Linked DNA regions of Mus musculus: all the other regions are linked to region 1. Evidence: chromatin contacts called from public promoter capture Hi-C data. All regions are on one chromosome and are shown on one strand. The core of a region is the stretch at or near the end of the contact, and the rest is flanking DNA. Distances in the headings are between cores, read along the strand shown.

Region 1 (4,582 bases), core at 470-2,969:
ATGTAGTGGAGCAATGTGACAACACCCATCCAGCACACATTGCAATGCCCTGTAACACTTTGGATCTCTCCTTGTGGCATAGAATTTGAGTCAATAGATGAATGCTTATTTTATTTTCTTATCTCTTTAGAGATAGCTTAGGGCTTTTTTTTTTTTTTTTTTTTTTTTTTTTTTTTTTTTGGTAAGGTTTCCCTGAAGTTTGGAAGCGTTGAAACCCACTGTCAATTCAATGGCAATCAATGCAGGTGCTTTGCTTCTTTTCATGATCATTAAAATCACTTCACAAAGAAAACACATGCCTGTGTTTTGTCTTTGGCTCTACTTTCAAGGAATACAGATTAAGATCTTAGGACAGAAGAAGCAAATGACTTGTTAAGGGGGAGGAGGGTATTGAGCTAATGGAAATCCTTCCACCCACAAGGAAAAATCTGAAACAATCACTTCCTTTCTAACGGGGAAAATAATAGAGCTGTACTCAGGATGAGTAACAGAGAGACTTTTCTTTGATGAACCTAATTCTTAGACACCAAGAAATGTTAAAAAAAAAAAAAAACTTCAATAATTTTTTGTGGATCTTAAGAGAGATGGAGAGAAGGAGGTAGAGGATCAGTCATAACAGGATAAGAGCCTTCCAAACCATCAAAGACTCCAGCTGGTATTGGATCCCATGAGGAGAAAGTTCTATCACAGCAGAGACATTGGAGGGTAGGGAAACCTGTTTTACTTCCATGTTGTTGACTGTATAAAACTATTTTTATGAGAATATTGAAGACTAGGTGGGGATTGGGAACATACTTTTTACACTCAAGTTTTCACGGTTTTGAGTCTTGTATAATTAATTAATTGCAACTAAGAAAAGGCATATTGCATGCTGAGAATAGGGAGAAAACTGTGGTCACAAACTATTTTTTTTTCTACCACAAAGACACATGAATCTGTCTTTATCGCTTCAGACAGGTACTGGTACCATCCTGGGGAAGCTGGGCTATGAATTTCATGCATAAGCCTGGCCTTTGGGTTTCTCTTGTTCATAATTCTAGCTACTGCTCCTTCTAAACACCTATCAGCAGTTTTCACCCAATCTTAGGTCTGTAGTTTTTTCCTGTTCTGAATGGTTTTAGCCATGCACCTGATCACCACTGGTGGCTTTTGTACCTTTTGCTTGCAGTTATTTCTATAAAAACCACAGGATAGTTCAGGCTTGAGCACAGTGTGGTGGTCTTTTTATGAGAGAGGGATTATCTGCTACTAGACTGCTGAAGCTATCTATGAGGCCCAAGCTCCCTGAAGAAGCGGTCAGAAGATTTTGAAGTAAATGTACCTCCAGCCATGGAGCATCTATCACCACCAGAATCTTTCTAACTGCATGACTTTGTGTTGTTTATAATGACTCTGAAAACCCCTGGAAAGTTGACATGGGCTCTATCAATGGGATGTGTTCACGCTATCTCTTCAGATAGCTAGACTTCCTTGGGTGGAAGTTAGGTTTGTTGATGGTCCTTTGTTCATAAAGCAGGATGAGAATAATAAGTATAGTGTGATTCAGAAAGCACAGTTCATTGGTAATTCTGCCAAAGCCACTATATGGCCTTCAGAAAGACTTCCTTCTTGGAGCTGTACTTCCTGCCCAGCAGGTGAAGAGCTGAATCATAACAACACAGTGGAAAGGGAGGAGCAAAAAGTAAAGGCTTATATTTCCTTTGGAGGGACACAGCTCCAGTCTAACCTGCTAAACTCTTCCCATCACCATCAGAAAGCAACAAAGGTAACGAGAAATCTTTCTGTACTTTTTGAGTAGAATGTTGTCAGAGGGAGATAAATAAGAGCCAAAGATGACACTTAACAAGTTTGTAATGAGTCAGATGAGGGGGTAACTTATTGTTTAATTGAATGTGGTCCTTTGCTGACCTTTTGATAAGGGTATGAGCATATCACTGAAAATGTGCATCATAAAAATATCAATTCAGCTAAATATATCTCATAAATCTGATTGTTTTAATGAAGAAATTATGATTATATTTTCTATTTAGTATTAACTCTAATTCTTTAGATAAGTATTATCCCTTTGTCAGTGTGGTATTTCTCTGTGTGTGCATATGGAAACGTGTGTGTGTGCCTGTGTGTGGGTGTTTGTGTGCATGAGTGTGTATGTATAAATTTCTCTCTGAGTGTGTATGTCTGTGTGTGTGTTTGTGTTTGTATCTATCTGTAAATTCCTCTCTCTGTGTGTCTTTCTCTGCATATCTGTCTGTAAGTATCTCTCTTGGTTTGTCTCCCTCTCTCTCCCTCTCCCTGACCCTTTTTCTCTAGGTAGGGGGTCTGAATCTGTGGGATTTTCTGTGTGTGTGTGTTTCTTTGTGTCTGTGAGTTTCTCCATGTGTACTTTAACCAGGCAGTGCTCAAGTTTTAAGAAGTTGAGGTCTTTGTTATATATGTGCTCTCAAAGAGCTGACCAAGACTTTGTGTCTCTGTACAGACCTATTTCTGATACATGTTCTCCTTCTGACATTTCCCAAATAGAATCATCTCTTCTTGAATACATTTTTTAAAACCTTGAAAGGAGAAGAAACTCAGGAATCTTTTTTTGCTGCCTTTTCTCCCACAGCTACCTTTAGATTACACATTCAACTTTCCTGGAAGATGTTTCTTGTCCTAAAATATAGGCAGAAATGTACAGAGATATTCAAGGAAGCTTTCTAAAATTCTCACCTTCTTTTCAAATTCCAATGCATCATCTTCTATGAAGCTCCCGACTTTCCCTCTGCAGATCGGTTTGGCCACGATGGCTTCTACACGTGTTTTTCAGGATTCATATGTTTTTAGACTTTTAACCAGTTCATTCTTCTTTGTGCAAATTGACTGGTCAGTCTTTATTCGTCTAGATGTGAATAAATATTCAGTGTTATTTTCTCTAGTATATATTTGTTCTGGGGCAAAATGAAGACATTGATAAGTTCAAAAATTTATTATCCTTCCCCCAAGAAATGATAATTCTAGTGACAAAACCCAGTATATTCACAGGACCAAAACCTGTAATTCATCTAGACGTTATTCTCTTTATGCAAAGACAATCACCCAGATGTAGAAAAATTGTCAATAAAGACTAGAGCATAAAATTACTTGAATACAATTTTGAAACTAGAACTGTTGCAAAAGATTTGTGCTTATAGCTATAAAGGTAGTGTTCTAGCTGGTAGGTGGTGATGCATGCCTTTAATCCCAGTACTTGGGAGGCAGAGGCAGGTGAATTTCTGAGTTTGAGGCCAGCCTGGTATACAAAGTGAGTTCCAGGACAGCCAGGGCTATACAGAGAAACCCTGTCTTGATAAACAAAAACAAAACAAAAACAACAAACAAACAAGCAAACAAAAACCAAAAAAAAAAATTTAGTGTTCTAGAGAATAACTGAGATTATAGATGTCTTGAATGCTGCATTATAAACCTGTGGACACAAAGCTCATGACGTTATTATAATTATACATTTCTAACACCTTTATAAATATGAACTCAGCATTTTTGTTTCTTGTATGATGCACTGCCAGGTTCAGTGGTGAGGTCATACAAGCTGTACTGTTTATTTACTCTTATCTGTTGAAGTTAGCTGGCAATGCTGTTGCATTACTTAATAGCATGTGGCAGCGATTGGGAGAAGTGGGAGGCTCAGGAGAGATGGACCACAGCTCCATTCCCAACAGTGTGCAATCTCTCAAGCTCCCAATGCATCCTCTGCAGAACTGCAGAGGCATAGCTCGTCTTTCAAGACTAAAGACTGTGAATCCTGCACATACAGTACTTGGTGTGTATATGGACCCTGTGACCAATCACTTATTTCTCAAAGGCATTTCCAATCACTTATTTCTCAAAGGCATTTTAGTGTAGGCCTGTAAATAGGGACTATGGAGATGTTCTTCACAGCACTTCCTATGACGCTGTGATGCAGGGTGCCATTAAAGCATCAGTCCCTGGGGAGTAAATAGGGTAACATATGACAAAAATACAAGAATTCACTAGCAGAAGTGAATCCATCTGGAGCAACGTAATATTTAGTACTAAATGAAGAATAAACCACTTAACAGAAAATTGCTTATGAAAACCAAAAAAGTGTATGACCCAATAAAATAGATAGTTTACAAGAACACCTACAAAAAAAAGGGTTTTGTCTAAAGAAATTAAAAGTATGATCTGAGACTGGGGTGAAAGAGAGTGAATTAGCTTAACATGCTGAGTAAAGAGAAGAAGGACCTGTGTAGTCACAGGACTCTGGCTCCCAAGGGCAGGGGCTGATGCTTTGAGCTTTTCTACTCAGGATTATAAAGAAAGACAGTCAGAGTTTTAGAAAGTACAGAATGCAGTAAGTGACCCTACTGTGTTCTAAAGTCTTTTAAGAAGCTTCATTAATTGCAGGGTTCCTTGACTGCTTTATAATCAAAATGGCACAAATTGAAAATAAACTACATGTACTTGAAGTTACATCCTAGAATGTGATTTCATCCAGTAACTCCACCCAGTACAGAGTTGAATAGAGTATGGAGAGCGGCCAGCTTGGATGTACCTCAGTACTGGGTGGACTTTTATTATTTAG
Region 2 (4,039 bases), core at 563-3,062, 150 kb after region 1:
GGCTTGCTTGTCATCTAAGTAATTATCACTCCCATCTGTGTGGTATTGTTATGAAAGTAATGCTTATAGAAGGTGAGAGATAGATGCACGATTATACAACTAGAAAGTGGAGAAAGGGAAACTTGAAACAGATCTTTCACAATCTTTCATCATCCTTGTCCTTATGCACCACATAACCAGACCTTTCTAGAGAGATTCAGCACTGTCCTCAACTCGCCGAAAAATAATTTAGCAAGAAGCCACTTAAAGTGTTCTTATTGGTATAGGTTAATCAAATTACCTACCTAAGGATAAAAGCCCAAGTTTGAGGGAGCAGCTAGGACAAAATTAATTATTGTACTGCAGGCTCAATTCTAAATGTTGCAGTTGTAACTGGAAGTTCCCTGAGGCTTATAGGAATCAGAATGAGCGTCATCAAATCCTAAGATATAGAAGTCAGAGATTTGGACCAGTGGGAAAAACAATGATGTCTCCCTTGAGGGGAAGAACTTTAATTGAATAAATAAAGATGAGAAATAGCCTAATCTGAAAAAGAAGTGAAACAAAGTGTGGGCAAAGTCTAGGCTCATCTGACATGTTCAGGAAACAGAGCTGCTGATGTGGAGATGGGGAATGGTTGATAAAACATTTAGCTGGTCACATAAATACACCAGTGGGTGCTATCTAGGAGATGGAAACCAAAAAGAGAATGGGTTCAGCAGATAATAGCATCAACTGAGTATTTACAGGGAGAAAGAACAGAACACAGCTTGTAAAAGAGTACATATCAGCCCAAAATGCACCCCTTGGTTTAATGGAATGACATGACATTTGTGGTCTTCATCCCAGATCTCCAGTCAAAGGCATGGAGTACCCCATGAAGTGTGGCACTTTCCATGTTCTTATGTATGTGCTTCCATATAAATGTACAATTAAGAAATGAGAAGTGATCTGGTAGATGTGTTTCCAACTCTTCCTAATAAATTATGACAGTATGAAAATGTTTAGATTCATATCACATTTATTTATGTGTAATTTTTGTCTATTTTTAATTAACATTTTTAGTGTTTTTAGAAAATTGGAAATATTTCCAAAATGAGTGTTCAAGATTACAATTAGCATGTATAGGTTTCTGCCAATTATAAGTCAACATAAGCAGTAGGTTGTCATTGTTTAAAGTAGGTTAATACTGGCGGTGTGATCAAGGCCATATGAAAAGTTCTTTGGGTGTGTCTTGAGACAGTAGGTTAGAATTATTTCAGATTATTATTCCTGAGAGAATCATAGTTTAAAATAATTATTAAATTAGAAAAATCAAGTGTGTTTTTTTCTCTTTCCTCTTTTGTGTGGAGGTTCTTTTGATTCCCTGTAGATCCAAAGGGAAGAAAAGACAACATCCTTTATTGTAAAGACTCCCACAGATGGTGGCTGTCCAAAGGTGGATTGAGTATCATGAAATTCATGCTGTCATTGAATGCAGTGAGAAAGGAGGAGACATGAGTGTGAGTGGTGCAGATTACAGCTAATAGATTTAAAATTGGAAATTGCTAAATTCTTGAATTTTGAATGACATCACACTCTCTAGTTGTTTCTTAAACTGAGTATTACAAGCAAGCATTTCTTTTCTAATGATGTCTTTATGAGTAAAATGTTGAATCATACAAAGAATACAAATTAAAAAGTTTGAAAAAAGAGCTGTGTGGGAGGGGCAGAGTCTTATAAAACCAGTCATTACCTTGTCCACACAGTGCCAGCTTTCCAAGAAGCATTTCCTGTGTGTCAGCCGCTCAGAAGATAACGAGGTAATACAGTGTTTCAGCAATTCCCCCGAGCATCTCTAGTGAATCCAGGGCGTCTTTCTTCTCTCCTCCTTCATAGCAATAGTTACTATATTGAGCTGTGTAGAGGGTAAGTAAAGGAATTGAACCATATTTTCTTTTTCGCTTGTTTAACTAAAGATATTTTGGTTTAAGACTTGAATTAAATTTATGACTGCTTGACTTTGAGTCTTAGAAGTCAGCAAATGCCTGTGTATCACTAGCCAAACTGAAATTGAAATGTACATCTATTGCAGTTTCAATGATAATAGTACTGAGCAGATTATATAATATGTATGTTTTATATTACCTATTGGTTTGATATAAAATCAGGCATAAATAACTACAAATATTAAAATGTTTATACTTAAAATTGAAATTAAGCATTTCATTTTTATATAAAAATAATTTGTTGTAATGTATTTATATTTATAAATATGTGAAGTTCAATTTTCACCTAAAGTTAACAGCCTGAACCTATAAAAATTAAGGAAAAATTTGGGTCAGGACAATCCAGTATCACAATGTATTTATTTGACCTAGTTCTGTAATGGATCAATTCTGTGAAAGAGAAATATCAAGTAAATTAGCTGATGGATTAACCAAACTAACAATTTAACCTTTATCAAGCAGATAATTATTCATTATGGAAACTATCAACTAAAATACTGCTACCAGTTTTTGGAAAATTTGTTTTAGTTTTGATGGTATATTTCCATATCACTACTGCCTTATCTTAGTTTTTACTGAGTTTTGAAAACAATTTAAAAACATCTTTATTATGTGTTTACACACACTAAAATATGTTTGAAACGCTGCAGAAAAATCCAATTTAACATCCAGGTCTAATTCAGAGAGGGAGTGTAGCAGGTGGTGAGCCTATGGTACCTCCCAAATTCATCACCTCTGCCAAGTTTCACCAGTGCATTTGCCAAACTTGTATTGCAGGAACCAACAAAAAGAAGAGAGAGCCCCACCCAGCAGATAATTTCCATTTATTCATCCTAATGCTAATAATAGTGTCATATTTGGAAGCATATGGAATTGTATGGCTTATTATCCTGTCATCATGCTATAACCTCATCCTATCCAAGTGTAAGATGTGGTCTTGTCCAAGAGTCAGGGACCACTATGTGTATATATATATATACTAGTTTGAAGCTTTCAAATATTATTTGAAGAATTTATAGGAAAAGTCCAGATGCTGAAATTAATTAGCTCTGCACTAATTACCTCTTCACATTTTCATTATTATAGCAGAAATCCCAAAGGAGATGGGATATGTGATTATTCCCATTAAACAAAATGTGGCAGAAGTAATTAGGTGATTGCAGTAAAGACACTACCATTTTTATGTAAATGTAATTAACAACACATCATTTAAAAATAGAATTTGGGAACAAGGGTTGTTGTTCAGATGGTGAAGTGCTTTCCTAGCATGCATGATGTCCCAGATTCAATCCCCAGGACTACGTAGATCAGGCTGGGTTGCACACAGGTGTAATCTCAGCACTTGGGAGGCAGACAAAGGAGGATCTGAAGTTCTCCATCCTTCCTGGCTGCATGCTGAGTTCAAGGACCACCTCTCTAGTTCAGAATAATTCAGGTTGTTTAGTTCAATGTTTTTATTTATTGGTAAACTAGAGGTCTGAGCACAGGCCACAGCACAGCTAGCGCTCAGTCACATCCCCAGACTGAGATGACTTCATAAAGGAGTAAATAGATCTGGAAAAATTTCACTCAACTTAGCAATGTTTTTTTTTCTCTATCAAGTTACCTGAAGTCCTAGTTTAGTATTATCTGTCCCTTCTGTGGATTGTCTTGACACTTAAGCTTTTGTAGTGCTAAAGTTTGGCTATATAGATTGTTGCACGGATTTATGAATAGGAGACATCAGAATGTACTCTCCTGGAGTTGATATTCTCCTAGTGCTGATCCCTTACTTGAATTTTCACCTAGAAACAGAAGAACAATTTTAAAGAAATGTTTTAAGGAAGTCTATGTGTGAAGCCTTATTATAATTTTAAGTCACTGGAGGAGAATTTAATTTCTGAACTACCTGCCTTAATCTGGCATCTGAGGTAAAAACAAGTAGGAAAGCAAAACTGCTTTCTTTTACATTAATAAACTTTCAAGGGGGAAATGCAGATGTGCTTCTTTGCTGATTTCTTTTTAAACTTCCCTTTTCTAGTATTTCTCAATATATCAGTTCCATAAAGCTGAAAGCCATAGTGAAGGCTTGC
Region 3 (4,030 bases), core at 557-3,056, 170 kb after region 1:
TGTGTGACTCAAAGGTGTGGCTCTACTTACACTCCTACTTCTTTTTGTTCCTATTCTTCTTCCTTACTAGTGACATGTGTGCATAATGTGATATGTACATACACAATAAACAGCAGTAACAAAAACAAAATTATCACAATAAAGTCAATGTACTATATTACTTCACATTCTCTACCTTTCTCCTTCCCTCTCCCTCTCTCTTTCCTACTCTCTCTCTCTCTCCTTCTCTCTCTTTCACTCTCTCTCTCCGTCTCCCTGTCCCTGTCCCTCTCCATCCCCCTCTCTCTTTCTCCTTCTACTCTTGTTCCTTTGTCTTTTATGTATTTGTGGTATTAGCTATTGAACCTGTTACCTCACATATGCTAAGGAAGCATTCTACCACTGAGCTTCAAACCCAGTCTATGTATTTTTGAAACAGAGACTAATTAAGTTGCCCAGGCTGGCCTTGCACATATAATCCTTCCGCTTTGGCCACCTGAATAGTTAGCATTAGGGGTCTATACTACCAGGTTCCATTACTTGCTCTTTTTTTGCCCTAATAAGAAACAAATTAACACACAAGCACGATTCAATTGATATAGACAGTACATTTTTAAATAAGAATTTTAATTAAGTAGGAAAGAAGAGGTTTATGGAGAAGAATAAGAACACCTTTGTCTCATGACTTTGGAAAAGATGAGCAAATTGGTTCCTTCAGCAGAATCTAGATATAAATGTATTCAGATATCTAGATATCACTGGATAACTAGTATCAAGATAGCAAAATAAGCAGCATAAACTACCAGAACAAGCCTCTCCCTAAACAGGGATGCATCCCTAGTTAGCCTGCTGAGCTGTTGTCAGTCAATGTCAGTGGTCTGTCTATCTGGAGCCTCTGTCTGATGCATTCAGCTAAAAATACAGCTGGAAATGAATAATCATATCTGCTCTTTACAGGCTCAGTAGGCACATCAAATTTCCTACCACAAGCTTCATTCACTTGTGCAATCCAGAGTTCCACTTCACCATGGCCTCCATAGCGGTCGTCAGTTTACCAGAAAAACTGTATATATATGAAAAGTGGAACCATCAGTGCATGGAAAGGGCTCTCGGTCCTCTGGGCTTTTATGGCATTCCTATAACTCTCTTCATTCTCATCACCATTGCTCTACATGCCTGACAGTGACACTGGTGTTCTCTTGCTTTTTCCTATGTGATAAAGAAGAATGGCCACTGAAGGCCAGTGGGGAAAACCAAGAAAAGCAGAAAATGGTGAGCAATGTCCCACATAACAAAGGTATCCAAAACAGTAACGGAAGTCTTGTTCCTGTTGATAGAGGAACTGACCCGGATCCAAGTCACACCCTAGGTTCTATTCTAGTGTTGCAAGAGAGAGCAGAACTAAGCCTATGTGTTTCTCACAGAACACTTTAAAGGATACCTTAACAGATCAGCAACAAATCATGCATTGATAATGTTTTCCATTTTATGTCCCGTTATTATTCCATTTGAAACTGTTCTTTTTTTTTTTTTCTTAGAAACATACCAGTGGAAACCATAATAATTGCTGTTACTTGGCAACCTACAGAAGGGATTTAACTTGGAATGTATGAGTTACAATTTGTCAGAATTCAGGTCTCTGCATGCAGTCCTGCATGGAAAATGCTAGTAATTAATAATTCAGGCAAGAACTCTGCTGTCTACCTCTCTGAGTTATTTGAAGTTTTGGCCAAGATAAGCCTGGAAAAGGAAGAGTGTTCTGGCTTGTGAAAGTGAATCAAGGGTGGGGCTCAGAAGAAGGAGGGGCTACATTTTTTTCTTTTAAGTTTCTTCAGTTAAAAGTTACCTAACTTTTCAGCCACAGTCTTTTCCTAAAAGCACAATTTGTCAAGTTTGCTCCAGGAGAGGAAAATAAGGTACTGTAAATATTTCTTCAATTAAAAAAAATGTTTATATTTTTGTTATTTTAGTACCTAACAAATTACCAAGACCTCTACTTGAAACTTGTGATAACAGGTGAGGTTCTGCTCTTTTATCATTTTTCTGAACAAGTCAGATATTTCAGATTGAGGTGGTGTAAAGTTTGATTGACTGAGAGGAAGATATCATTAATATCAAGTTTGATTGACTGAGAGGAGATATCATTAATATCAAGGAAGCTTTGACTGCTCTCCTTTGAAATCCACACGTGAAAAACACGTGTGGATTTCGCTCCCTCAGTCATGTCTGGATTTGCCAGTTTCTGAGTTGTATCTGCCAATTTAACAAAGGGAAATAAAGCATTCTTAAAATAATTGAATCCCACTCCTTCTAACCGTTCATACAGGGCAGCTTGACAGTGTGACTTTTATAGGTGGAACTAATCATTTGGTTATGCCCTCTCTATAACCCGTTCTCCTGCCTGTCAGCATGCCATGTGCCTTTAGCTCCTTTCTCTGCTGTGGGACACAGAGTCTCTGAGCACACCTTACTCTTCAGAACCCCTCCGACATAACAACTGCCTCAGAAAAGGATTCTGGCAAGAAAAGAAATGCTGGGAGACAATGACATTCTCATATTCTATTTCCAGCAGTTTCATAATGTAAGATTCAGAACTGTCATCAGAGAGGACTAGCAAGGGATCTTAGGTACTTTTCATAGGACAAAGAACAATGGTGTTCCCCTCTTGTCACATCCACTACTTCTTCCTCATCCATCTTTTATACTTCTTTTGTTGGTCCTATATTATTCAATCTTGCTCTTACCATCAAAATTCTACAGACCATTAGCTACACTGACCATGAAATTTGTATTCATAATAAAGAGAACAGGGTTAAACTTCTCACTGTTCATTAGCTGTGCATCCTTAGACAGCCCATCTAATTTCTCTGGTCCTGAGCTTTTAGGAGATTAAATTGGTGTATTGGACTATGGTGATTCTAAGGTTCTGTCCAAGCTGTTATGCTAGAGGTGTGCTTATTTATAATGGTGGATTTTAAGATTTTTTTTTACTTTCTTCACACTCTTTTCAGTGTGTGTAGCTAATATTATGTATACTGTATTCTATATATTCAGTTTACACTTCTAAAATTTTCAAAATAGCAATTCATTTTGTAAATGATGCAGTAGGGGGATGGGCAGATAGTTAAATCAATAAAGTGCTTGCATCATAAGCATAAAGACCTGAGGTTGGTCTCCAGAACTCATGTAAAAAGGTAGGCATGGTACTTCCCATTTCTGATCTCAGTGCTAGGGAGGTAGAGACAGGTAGATCCTTGAGACTTGCTAGTCAGCCAGCCTACCTTACTCCATAATCTCAGCCCAGTGGCATACCTTGTCTCAAAAAAGAATGGCAGGTATCTCATGAGAAACAATTGAAGATTGTCCTATGTCTCAACATGTATGTATACCCACACATACATGCACACATATGTATGAATAACATACACACACACACACACACACACGGGAGAGAAAGACAGACACAGACACAAACGTAAACGCAGATACAGAGGGAAAGAGACTATGATACAGTAAGCTCCTGATTACTCAATATTTATATCTAAATTATTTCCAATAAAATATCATCTTAGAGTTGTGTACCTTGCAGGAATTTCTGACTGTTGGGCTAGGTGGTAGTTTAATAGCTCCTTATAGTTGTTTTATAAAATGGGCATTACCAGAGAGGCTTCTTGCTTGTATATTCTAGGCTATACTTTATACATGACTGCTGATGTTAATAAGACTGAAGATAAGTACATATTAACTATTTTCAAGAGGATATTTCTTTTGTTAGAGAAAAATTATATTTTCAGGAACTTAGTCTGAATAAATAAGTTCCATGTTTAGCTTAATCTACATGTTGAGATATAAAATGCCCAGGCCCTAAGATGTTGCTTGCTCTCTGACCTTGCAGGTTTGTCACAGAGCCAAACATTTTTTCTGTGACTACACCTCACAGGTTTTACAAATATAAATTGTTTAGTCAAAGTGTGAGCTGAATAAATATGGTCTTGAAGGAAGTAGAGTTCCTTATAAGATGGTATCCCATGAAGTGGGAGTACTAGCAAAT

The links. Promoter capture Hi-C pulls out the DNA fragments that hold promoters and counts their contacts.
Region 2: a promoter capture Hi-C map of the HPC-7 cell line shows a contact between it and region 1, with 2.9 times the contacts expected there. The contact joins the promoter of Serpinb2 here to the promoter of Serpinb11 in region 1. A contact is called at or near these places in 11 of 39 promoter capture datasets (the 3T3-L1 cell line, the HPC-7 cell line, HPC-7-derived erythroid cells and 7 more), 1 of 115 datasets of contacts at active chromatin or transcription factors (the HPC-7 cell line) and 1 of 9 other capture datasets (liver).
Region 3: a contact with region 1 is called in a promoter capture Hi-C map of embryonic stem cells, with 3 times the contacts expected there. The contact joins the promoter of Serpinb10 here to the promoter of Serpinb11 in region 1. A contact is called at or near these places in 16 of 39 promoter capture datasets (the 3T3-L1 cell line, 3T3-L1-derived adipocytes, the HPC-7 cell line and 11 more) and 2 of 9 other capture datasets (adipose tissue and liver).

Annotation. Positions count from the first base shown.
Region 1 is chr1:107,360,595-107,365,176 of GRCm38.p6, forward strand. It overlaps Serpinb11 (serine (or cysteine) peptidase inhibitor, clade B (ovalbumin), member 11), which reads left to right and starts at 1,720. Exons shown (of 8, transcript NM_025867.2): 1 at 1,720-1,765.
Region 2 is chr1:107,509,698-107,513,736 of GRCm38.p6, forward strand. Serpinb2 (serine (or cysteine) peptidase inhibitor, clade B, member 2) reads left to right here and starts at 1,813. Exons shown (of 8, transcript NM_011111.4): 1 at 1,813-1,887.
Region 3 is chr1:107,527,197-107,531,226 of GRCm38.p6, forward strand. It overlaps Serpinb10 (serine (or cysteine) peptidase inhibitor, clade B (ovalbumin), member 10), which reads left to right and starts at 1,807. Exons shown (of 8, transcript NM_198028.3): 1 at 1,807-1,895.